Linked DNA regions of Mus musculus: region 2 is linked to region 1. The links are chromatin contacts, called in public promoter capture Hi-C maps. All regions are on one chromosome and are shown on one strand. Each heading gives the region's core, a stretch centred on a gene start, on an enhancer-like site or on the middle of the called end of the contact. The rest is flanking DNA. Distances are from core to core; before and after follow the strand shown. Region 1 holds the start of 1700040P09Rik (a long non-coding RNA gene). Region 2 holds the start of Rnf34 (ring finger protein 34).

What was found. Capture Hi-C pulls out chosen DNA fragments and counts their contacts.
Region 2: a promoter capture Hi-C map of pancreatic islet shows a contact between it and region 1. The contact joins the promoter of Rnf34 here to the promoter of 1700040P09Rik in region 1. A contact is called at or near these places in 4 of 39 promoter capture datasets (erythroid cells, hippocampal neurons, liver and 1 more), 4 of 484 Hi-C or Micro-C datasets (CD4 T cells and embryonic stem cells), 3 of 115 datasets of contacts at active chromatin or transcription factors (effector CD8 T cells, large pre-B cells and neural tube) and 1 of 9 other capture datasets (pancreatic islet).

Annotation. Positions count from the first base shown.
Region 1 is chr5:122,511,031-122,515,870 of GRCm38.p6, reverse strand. 1700040P09Rik (a long non-coding RNA gene) reads right to left here and starts at 1,866. Exons shown (of 2, transcript XR_387696.4): 1 at 1,693-1,866.
Region 2 is chr5:122,846,755-122,851,722 of GRCm38.p6, reverse strand. It overlaps Rnf34 (ring finger protein 34), which reads right to left and starts at 1,535. Exons shown (of 6, transcript NM_030564.1): 1 at 1,425-1,535. The coding sequence starts at 1,430. Gm33044 (predicted gene, 33044) reads left to right here and starts at 1,787. Exons shown (of 2, transcript NR_169045.1): 1 at 1,787-1,890; 2 at 1,978-2,273.

The sequences.
Region 1 (4,840 bases), core at 617-3,116:
ACAATCCCATTACTGCGTGCCTGGGCAGAGAGAACCCAAGAACATTGCAGGCTGTCTTGGAGAGGTGTCCGTACATTACAGCACTGTTCACAATAGCTCAGAGGGAGAAGCCATGCAAATGCCTGTCAGTGGATGGTTAAATAATAAACACCGGGAGATTCCCTCTGTGACCCCAGGGAGATATAAAGGTGATTCGGTTACCCACATTTTAGGGGCAGGGTGCTGAGGGTGGAACCCAGAGCCATACCCCAAGCCTTTCTTTTTTTCCTTTTTTTTTTTTTAAATGTAGGTATAGATGTGTGGATGGATGGATTTTTGAGACAAGAACTTTCTATGTATCCTGAAACTCACTGTTGTAGACCAGGCTAGCCTCAAAGCCAGAGGCCTGCTTGTCTCTGCCTCCCGTGTGCTGGGAGGTATGTGCCACCCTACCATGTTTGTCCCTAGTCTTACTGCATCTTGTCATGGACAAAACATAATTCAGGACATCCCTGAGAAGACTGCTCTTTTCTAAAGGGACCCGGAAGGGCAGTGAATCTGGGGGAGAAGGGGGTGGGGGGGATGAGGGGGGGTTGGGAGAAGTGGAGGGAGAGGAGGCTGCAGTCAGGATGCAGGAGAGAAGGGTACATTTTAAAAAGTATTTACATCTTTAATTTCATTTTTATTTTTAATTATGTAGTGTGTGTGTGAGTGTGTGTGTGTGTGTGTGTGTGTGTGTGTGTATGCGACATGTGTGAAGGAGACAGGACAAGTTTTCAGTAGTCTGATCTCTTTCCTCGCTGTTGTCTAGCAGCTTGAAGTCTGCATACTCCAGCTCCCAGACCATTCTCTTGTCTTCTGTCTCTGTCTTCTGTCTCCCACCTCACCTCACCTCACATCACCTCACCTTAGGGTGCTGGGATTACAGACACGAGCTACCTCATCTGGCTCTCAGCGAGGGTTCAGGTGAGCTCCGCACGGTTGCTCCACAAATGCTTTAGCTGTTTGTTTGTCTGTCTGTTCATTCATTCATTCATTCATTCATCCATTCATTCATTTATTTATGATTTTAACCTGCTGAGCTATCTCACTGTCCCCTCTGACAAACCAGGAAGTGTGAACACCGTTTTAGTTGCTTTGCCCAAAGACCATGCTGTCAATTCACACTGACTACCAAGTCTCTTACTTTCTTTCTCTGGTTGCCAAAAGGTGAGCGGTTGGTGCTAAATCACCTAGCTGAAGAACAGGCAGCTCACAAGATGCAACACCCCTCTGTGGATGGGGGAACCTCCTCTCGAGGCTCTCCCAAGCCTGTTCTCTTCTGCTACTCTAGGCTCTCCCCTCCTCGCTCACTCGATCTCTGGTTGACATTTGGCTGTCCTCAGCCCTGACCCCTTTGTCTTCTGACCCCTTGTACCTAGGTGCCAGATCTGGGGTCTGGAGGAGGTAGGGCCTCTCCTTTCTTGGATCTGTACCAGTTTCTCATTAAGGTATTGTTCCTGGGTACAATGGGCTCCGGGCTCGCACCTTGATGTACTTCCCTTTTTGCGTGCACACGGAGCTAGCTGGGCATTCACCATGCCTCTTTCCCATTGTCCCTGGGGTGGGAGGTAATCAAACTCTCTAGTTGGAACCTTGGGTGAGCCAAGGTCAGCAAGATGTGTGGCACTGAGATGCCACCCCGCGAAGGGAAGGGACTCCATGGTGGCTCACCTTGTTTGGGGCTTTGTTTGCGTTGCTGTGCAGTTGTAATGGAAAACGAATAAAAATAAAAATCCCAGGGCCCTTTTTGGCCAGCGCTTGGGAAGTTAATCCCATTGTCCTGGCCAAATGCCAGCTCAGGTCCACGCAGTTCGCAGTCGTTGGCCTCCTGCAGATCGCTGCGGGGGTGGGGGGTGGGGGGGAGGCGCCCCGCCCCCGCCCCACCCCCTCACTGTGACTGCAACAGCTGTCCATGCCCCACCCATGAAGAGGCTGCATTTCTGCAGGACTCAAAGGGGCCTTCTCTCCCTTGGCTAGGTCTGGGAGGAGGGACAAGACCTAGGTCAGGACAAGACAAGGGTCAGGAATTCAACTGCTGTTTGCAGCAGGGGTGATCTGTGTCTGAACACTTTCACACACCACAGAATCACTGGCTTCTGTCGTGAAAACGACTTTCAGGAATCGCTAATGTCTTCCCAGAACTCCTGCGTAGAGCCCCTCCCTTCGTTTTAGGCAGATTTAAACGTTTTTTGTATCTAAAGTACCTCCGAGTTTATCTCCGTGGAGCTTGCTGTTGTGGTGTCCTCTGATTGCTTCCCCTAATGCTTAACTCTCTTTCCTCTACGAGATTTAGTATATTTTATGATATGAAGAATTGACCCGGGCTGGCGAGATGGTTCAGCGGGTAAGAGCACTGACTGCTCTTCCGAAGGTCCTGAGTTCAATTTCCAGCACCCACATGGTGGCTCACAACCACCCGTAATGAGATCTGACGCCCTCTTCTGGTTCGTCTGAAGTCAGCTACAGTGTACTTATGTATAATAATAAATAAATCTTTGCGTGGGAGCAAACAGGGACTGACGATCAGAGGTCCTAAAAATTCAGTTCCCAGCAACCACATGGAGGCTCACAACCATTTGTACAGCTACAGTGTATTCACATACATATAATAAATAAATCTTTTAAAAAAATTGATCCGGATCTGGGCGTGGTGACACATGCCTTTAATCCCAGCACTCGGGAGGCAGAGGCAGGCAGATTTCTGAGTTCGAGGCCAGCCTGGTCTACAAAGTGAGTTCCAGGACAGCCAGGGCTATACAGAGAAACCCTGTCTCGAAGAAAAAAAAAAAAAAGAAAGAAAAGAAAAAATTGATCCGTACAAATTCCATTCAAATAAGCATCCTGAGTCCCCAGCAATGGAGGAAGTGAACAGAGAATATTATAAAGATATTTTTCTCCCTTTAAAAAAAAACACTTATTTTTATTTTATGTGTATGATTTATATGCTTGAATGTATGTATGTCTGTATACCACACACTCCCTTGGTGCCAGCAGAGACCAGGAGAGGACATGGGATCTCCTGGCACTGTAGTTTAAGTTGGGTGTAAGTCACCGGATAGAACCCCAGTCCTCCACAAGAACAGTAAAGTGCGCTTAACCACTGAGCCATCTGTCTCTCCAGGACCAACCCTCCTCTCTGTTTCAAGACAGGGTCTTGCTTTATAGCCCAGGATGGCTCAGAACTCAATGGGTAGCTTAGGCTGGCCTCAGACACTACAGTCATCCTGCCTCATCTTCTTGAATGCTATACAGACCACACGTGTGTATCATACCTAGCTCTGGTTTGTAAGTGTGTGACTTCAACAAGTGACAACCTGAGAACCAATTATCAGAATCTTGTGCGTGTGTGTGTGTGTGTGGGGGGGGGGGGTTAATAGAAATGACAGTGACACCTGACACCTGAACCTAAGGATGGAAGGAAATAACACGTGACTCCTGAGCGTACTGCACAAGTGGAGAGTTTGCCAAGGATAACATCTGCCTTCCCAGTTTCTTTTCCCTTTTGGTCTTAATTAGCCTGATTCCGTGTGTGTATTTGACTGTTTTCTAGAATTATGTTATGACCCACTGAAGTCCTTGCTGGAATGTTCCAAAGGTTTCCAGCTCAGGTTTTCTATTAAGAAAGAAGGATGAGATGGGGCGGGGACACAGTTCAGCTGGTGAAAGGCTTGCCCAGCATGCACGAGCCCCTTGGTTCGGTTCCCAGCTCTGTATTGTAATCCCAGCACGCAGGAGATAGATGCAGGAGAGTCAGAGTTTAAAGGTCATCCCCAGCCTGGGATACATGAGATCTTGTCTCCAAAAAAAAAAAAAAAAGCAAAAATAAAGAAATATGTAAATAAAATAAGGCTAGAGAAGATAAGGGGGCAGGTATTTTCTGGACATTCCTCATGTGGGTGCACGTATGTGAATGTCAGGCTGTACCTCCAGCCCCAGCTTGCCTTTCCTTGGGTCAGAGAAGCCTCTTCCAGGATGTTCTTTGGCCTCAAAAACGTCCCCTCCCACAAGTTGCCATAGCTGATCTTTGCGGGTAGCTGAGATTTGAAGAGAAAGCTTCAAGTGAAGGCTGATTACTTTTTGGAGGTGGGGGTGGGGGTTGGCCTTGCGTTTGCTGCCTTCCAGGAAGAAGGAGGGTTCTGCTCTCCTCTGATGAGTCATGGGAGAGAGACTTCCAATCTTTGCAAACATCCCGGGGCCAACCCTCGGGAGAGCTTGCTGGGGCTGTGTGCAGCCCCCACCAGGGCTCCCAGGACCCACCTGAGAGGACCTCAGGGGGAAAGGGTGAGAGGTTCTGCCTTCGCCTGTGCTGGAAAGCAGCCAAGGAAATGGGACCGTTGTATGTCTCGGGGCTCCAGCATGTGAGGCACAGGAGAGGGCCTCCTATAGGGGTATCTGTCTACAAATCAGGCCCCAGACTGGGTCGTACGAGAAGGTCACGGGCAGGAAGTAGGCTTTTGAGGCAGCTCAGTTGGCGAAGTACCTATATCATAACCCAAAATCCCAAATTACCCTACGCTTTCTCTAGAGGCCTGCCCCTCTGCAGAAGGGATCCTAGACCAGAGAATCCCAGACCCCAAAGTGGATACCCAGACCCACAGGTGAAGGGTATGGTAGAAAAGAAGGCAGGGCCCGGGGGTGGGGGTGGGGGGTGGAGGAGTCTGCAAGGGTCTTCCTGTCCAGGGGAGATGAAGTAGAAGAAGCAGGTTAGGGAAGGGTTGAGGCTGCTGGTTTGCTGGGATCTGCCGTGCCTCAGCTCATGAGGTCTGCCTGAGCCAGATGGAGCCTATGATGCAGGCACCCAGATGGAACGGCTCAGGCA
Region 2 (4,968 bases), core at 286-2,785, 340 kb before region 1:
AATAGGACCGCATGCAGTGCAAGCTGGACTCAAACTTACTACAAAGCCAAGAATACCTGTGAAAAACTAATTGTCTTGACTCCAGCCTCCAGCTCCCAAATGCCTGAGATCACAGGTACGCAACACTGAAGGTATGGTTATTTTTCTTGCTTGAGAGTTTTTTACACACACACACACACACCTTACATTATTGCAGTTTGTAATGTGGCTACTTGAGATCTATCTCTCAGGGGATTGTTGTTGGTTGGTTTTCCACGAAAACACTTGCTTGGCCTCAAACATGCAGCAATCCTCCACCTCTACCTCCTAAACGCTGATCACGGGCTTGTGCCACCATGCTTAAGGGGCTCTTTTCTTTTAACTGGCAAACTCTTTCTTAAACAGGGTGATTATATTTTGAATTACCTCTACCCCATCTTGACTAAGGCAGTGAAGGTGCTGGGCAAAACACTTGCTGAATTTCTCTATCCACTTGACCCTCTCTTCAATCGTCCACAGTAAATCTTTGACACTCTGTGCAAGGTCGTCAATCTAGCAGCCCAAAGCCAACACACTTACTTCTTCCACGAGATGGATACAACACCGTGAGGGAAGACATCACCACCTTCTGACTCACGCCATTTGACTTGATTTTGGGCAAATGAATCAATGCCTGAATTGACTGCTGTACACAGCCTCTTTAGAACTCTCTGCGATGGGGTTGAGAAAATTCATCTCCCCTAAGTAGGCCAAAATCACACACACACACACACACACACCACATACACACACACAAAACCTGCCCTTTTCTGAAACTTCTATCAGTGATTCTCCCACGCTCTCACTCCCACCTGGGAGCAAGGCTGCCAAATTACTTGCTGCGTACCTAGTGGCGATGTAGACACGTCTAGCGCTCTAGGTCACGGCCACAACATTTAAACCCACGGGAAGGACTCCTTGAAGGAGGACACCCCCAACCCCCCATGGGCCACTCAGGTCCTAGCCTCATCATACCACGCAGCGCTCTCTATGCCTTCTGTCTCGTGATGCACCCCCCGAAGTCTGGGTTAGCTCAAGGACTCGGGGGAGGCAGAGGGCACAGCCATGGCCAGAGACACCGAGGCTCTTGCGGCTTAAAAAAAAGCTCGGGACCCCGAGAAGAGCACAGGGCCCTGGGAACAGGGCCCAGCGGGCTGAGACCGCAGGGCCACTAGCCGCCTCCTCGGCCAGGACGCCGGAGGGCGCTGTGGGAGCTCGGGAGGGTCTGCTGCCTGGCCTCTCCGGCTGGAACCGGTCGGGGCCCCACACACACTTCGGGCCGGGCGCCCCGCTACGTGGTGGTCTCTCACGAAGCCCCTCTGGGTAACCGCTGAGACGGAAAACAGGAAGCGCTCTGGGCGTACGGGAGAGGCAAGGAGAGCCTCCCGGCTCCACCAGCCCCTCACCTTCATGGCCGCGACCGCCTCGGCTCGGTCGGCTCTACCGGGGAACTCAGCACCATAGCAGCCTCCTCACACAACGGATCTTCCTTCCTTCTAAGGCGGCGAATGCGGCGCCTCCCGAGACCCACTGAGCGTCCCTACGTAAGGGGGCATGGCCACGCTCGGCTCACGCCCCGGGAAGACGCCGAGCGGCGGGCGGAGCCCACCAATCCGAAGCGGGTCTTCGGGGGGCCCGATCACCAAAGCCAATGAAATGGTGAAGAAGGGGCGGGGTTTCGGGCGCAGTCTTGCGAGCGAAGGGGAGAGGGGAGGGGCGGAGGGAAACGGGGCGGGGCGAAGAGGGGCGGGGCGGGGCGTGACGCGACGTGACGCCCGGTCTGTCGGAGAGAAAGCCGCTCAGGCTGAATTGGCTTCCTATTTTGGGTGGATAGCTTCCCTCGGCCCGAGGCAGAAAAAGAGCTGTGGTGAAGTAGGAAACACTGTTGGTTTGAAGCTTTTATTCTAACCTGCGGAGCAGGGCCTCTCTCGGGCTTAACCCATTCTCCGAATGTTCTAGATCTCATCACCAGGAGAACCTCGGATCTCCTCAAGGAAGAGGGGCAGCACGATCTAGGGCGAGCCATTTAGAAGATGTACTGAGAACGGCTGAAGAACCAAAGGCTGTCCAATTCCAATTCTTTGTCGTTCGGTTCGTATGTGTGTGTGTGCGGTTTTCTTTTTAGACAAGATTTTTTCCTGGCTGTGCTGGCCAGAGAACTCCCAGTTTACACCAGGCTGGCTTGGAACTCAGAGAAATCATGCCTGCCTCTCTGCCTTCCGAGTGCTTGAGATTAAAGATGTGTTCCACCACAACTGCGTCCAATTGATGTAATGTTCAAATTTACCCAAGTACTAACTAACCCTTTCAAAGAATTCACATGATCCCTTCAAACTGACGTCGGGGCAGAAAAACAAGTGGCAAAAGATGGTATAAATTTCTTCAGCCTTGCTGGATTAAGGCTTTAATTAGTTGGTTTTCCTACATTTCTTTCTCTCACTTCAAAATAATATTTGAGGTCGGGCGTGGTGGCACACACCTTTAGTCCCAGCACTTGGGAGGCAGAGGTAGGCGGATTTCTGAGTTCGAGGCCAGCCTGGTCTACAAAGTGAGCTCCAGGACAGCCAGGGCTATACAGAGAAACCCTGTCTTAAAAAATAATAAAATAATAATAATAATTGAAATTTTAGAGCTCAAGATGTTACTTCTTCCTTAGCGAAGACCCAGACAACTCCTATTCTTATAATAATAATAATACTTTAAAATTCTTTGTATCTGGTTTTGCCTGCATGTGTATCTGTGCACCACATGTGTACAGTGATCAGGGAAGTCAGATGAGGATGTTGGATGCCCTGCAACTGAATTACAGTTGTGAACCACTATGTGAGTGTTAGAAACCAAACCCAAGTCCTCTGTAAGAACAGCAAGTGCTCTTAACCGCTGAGCCAGCCCCTGTTCTATTCTTTTTCAACATCTGCTTAGATGAACTTTTTGACAGAACACGAATACAGCTGGGTGCAGTGGCACAGGCCTTTAAACCCAGGATGGCAGAGGCAGGTGAATGTCTCTGAATTCCAGACCAGCCACTTTACATCGTCAGACCCTGGCTCAAAACAAAACAAACCATAGCATGCTATGTCCTTGGACTATGTCAAGCCTATTTTTCTTCAGGCTCTATTGAGATAATGTAATATCTTGTCTGGCACTCAGGAGGCAAGAGGCAGTGGGTCTCTGTGAGTTCAAGAACAGCCTGCCTACTGAGAAAGCTCCAGGACAACCAGGGCTTACACAGAGGACAAGAAGAAAAACTATTAGACAGTAATTTTTCTGCTCATCATCTAGGCAAAGAAATTAAAAGCCATTTGCTGGTGGGGCTAAAGATATGTTTCCCATCAACCACATGCCTGCTGTATGAAGACCAGGATCTGAGTTCCCTCCTTGGCACCTATGTAAAAATCAGGTTTGGTGGTATTCATCAGTAATTCTAGTACTCTGTGGGTAGAAGCAGGAGGATAGCTGAGTTTACTGGCCAATTTAGCATAATTGGAGAGCTCCAGGCTCAGTGAATGACCTTGTCTTGGTAAGATTAAAAAAAAAAAAAAAAAACAGTTGAAGGAAACATCCAACATTGGCTTCCAGCCCTGACCCGTGCAAGTATACACACGGTTGGTTTTAGCTAAAATATTAAGGCGTGGTGGCACACATTTTCAATCCCAGCAGTCAGGAAGTAGAGTTAGGTGGATGTCTGTGAATTTAAGGCCAGCCTCATATACATAGTAACTTTCAGGCCAGCCGGGGGTGGATAGTAAAATTTTGTCTCCAAAAATCATATTTGCTGGTGAGGCAAAGACTAGTTCACTCTCTGAATAATCTTCAAGGGTTAATGAATAAACACATAAAAAAAAATATGCCCACCATCATTAGCTGTCCCAGAAATGCAAGTAAAACTACAGATAGCCCTCCTAGCAGGATTTTGAAAAGAACAGCAGGCATGTAAGCCTTGGGGTAAAGGCATAGAGAACACAGCAGTGATATCACGTGATCAGGCTGCTTTGCGGAATTCTGGCGATCATTTAAGAATGTGAAGCCTAAGGTTACCTATGACCGAACAGTTCCATTCCTGTGCACCCAGTAAGAACACATGTCCACCGCAAAACTTGCAGGAGGATTCCGGGCACAAATGCGGACACAGCACAAATGTCCATCACTTAATGAATGCGGAAACAAATGTATACATTTTTGGGTATGTGAGTCAGGGCTGACCCCCTGCATACAACAGAATCTTTTTTTGGCTCAGTCCCTACTGCTACCAAGGAAAAAAAGAGAAAATCATTTATAAAACAGATCTCAGCATGTAAAAGCACTCGTGGTCCAAGCCTGAGGGTCTGAGTTCAGTCCCCAGAACGCACATAAAGGAGGTGGAAGGAGGGAACCAACTCCACAAAGTTGTCTTCTGACCTCCATATAGATGTCGGGGCACAAACATCATATATCCCCCCACACCTCTATAACACACAATGATAACAATAAATAGAAAATAAAAATAAATAAAATCCAGGGTCTGTTTAGATGGTTCCGTGGGCAAAGGCACTTGACGTTATAAGGTTCATGAACTAAAATGCATCCCTGGATTTAGTGTATCAAGAGGAGAAGACTCCAAATTGTCCTCTGACCTCCATAACAGGCACCATATAGCATGTGCACTTTGCTCAAGCACATGTGGGCACTTGAACATGAACACGCTCACGATTGTGTGTGCGCATGTATAGACATACATGTATGTCTGGTGTCTGAAGACGTCAGAAGAAGGTGTCAGATCCTCTGGAGCCAGAGTTGAAAATGGTGGTGAGATATTGTGTGGGGCCTGGCAGTAGTGGCGCATGCCTTTAATCCCAGAGGGAGGCAGAGGCAGGCGGATTTCTGAGTTTGAGGCCAGCCTGGTCTACAGAGTGAGTTCCAGGACAGGCAGGGCTACACAGAGAACCCCTGTCTCAAAAAACAAACAAACAA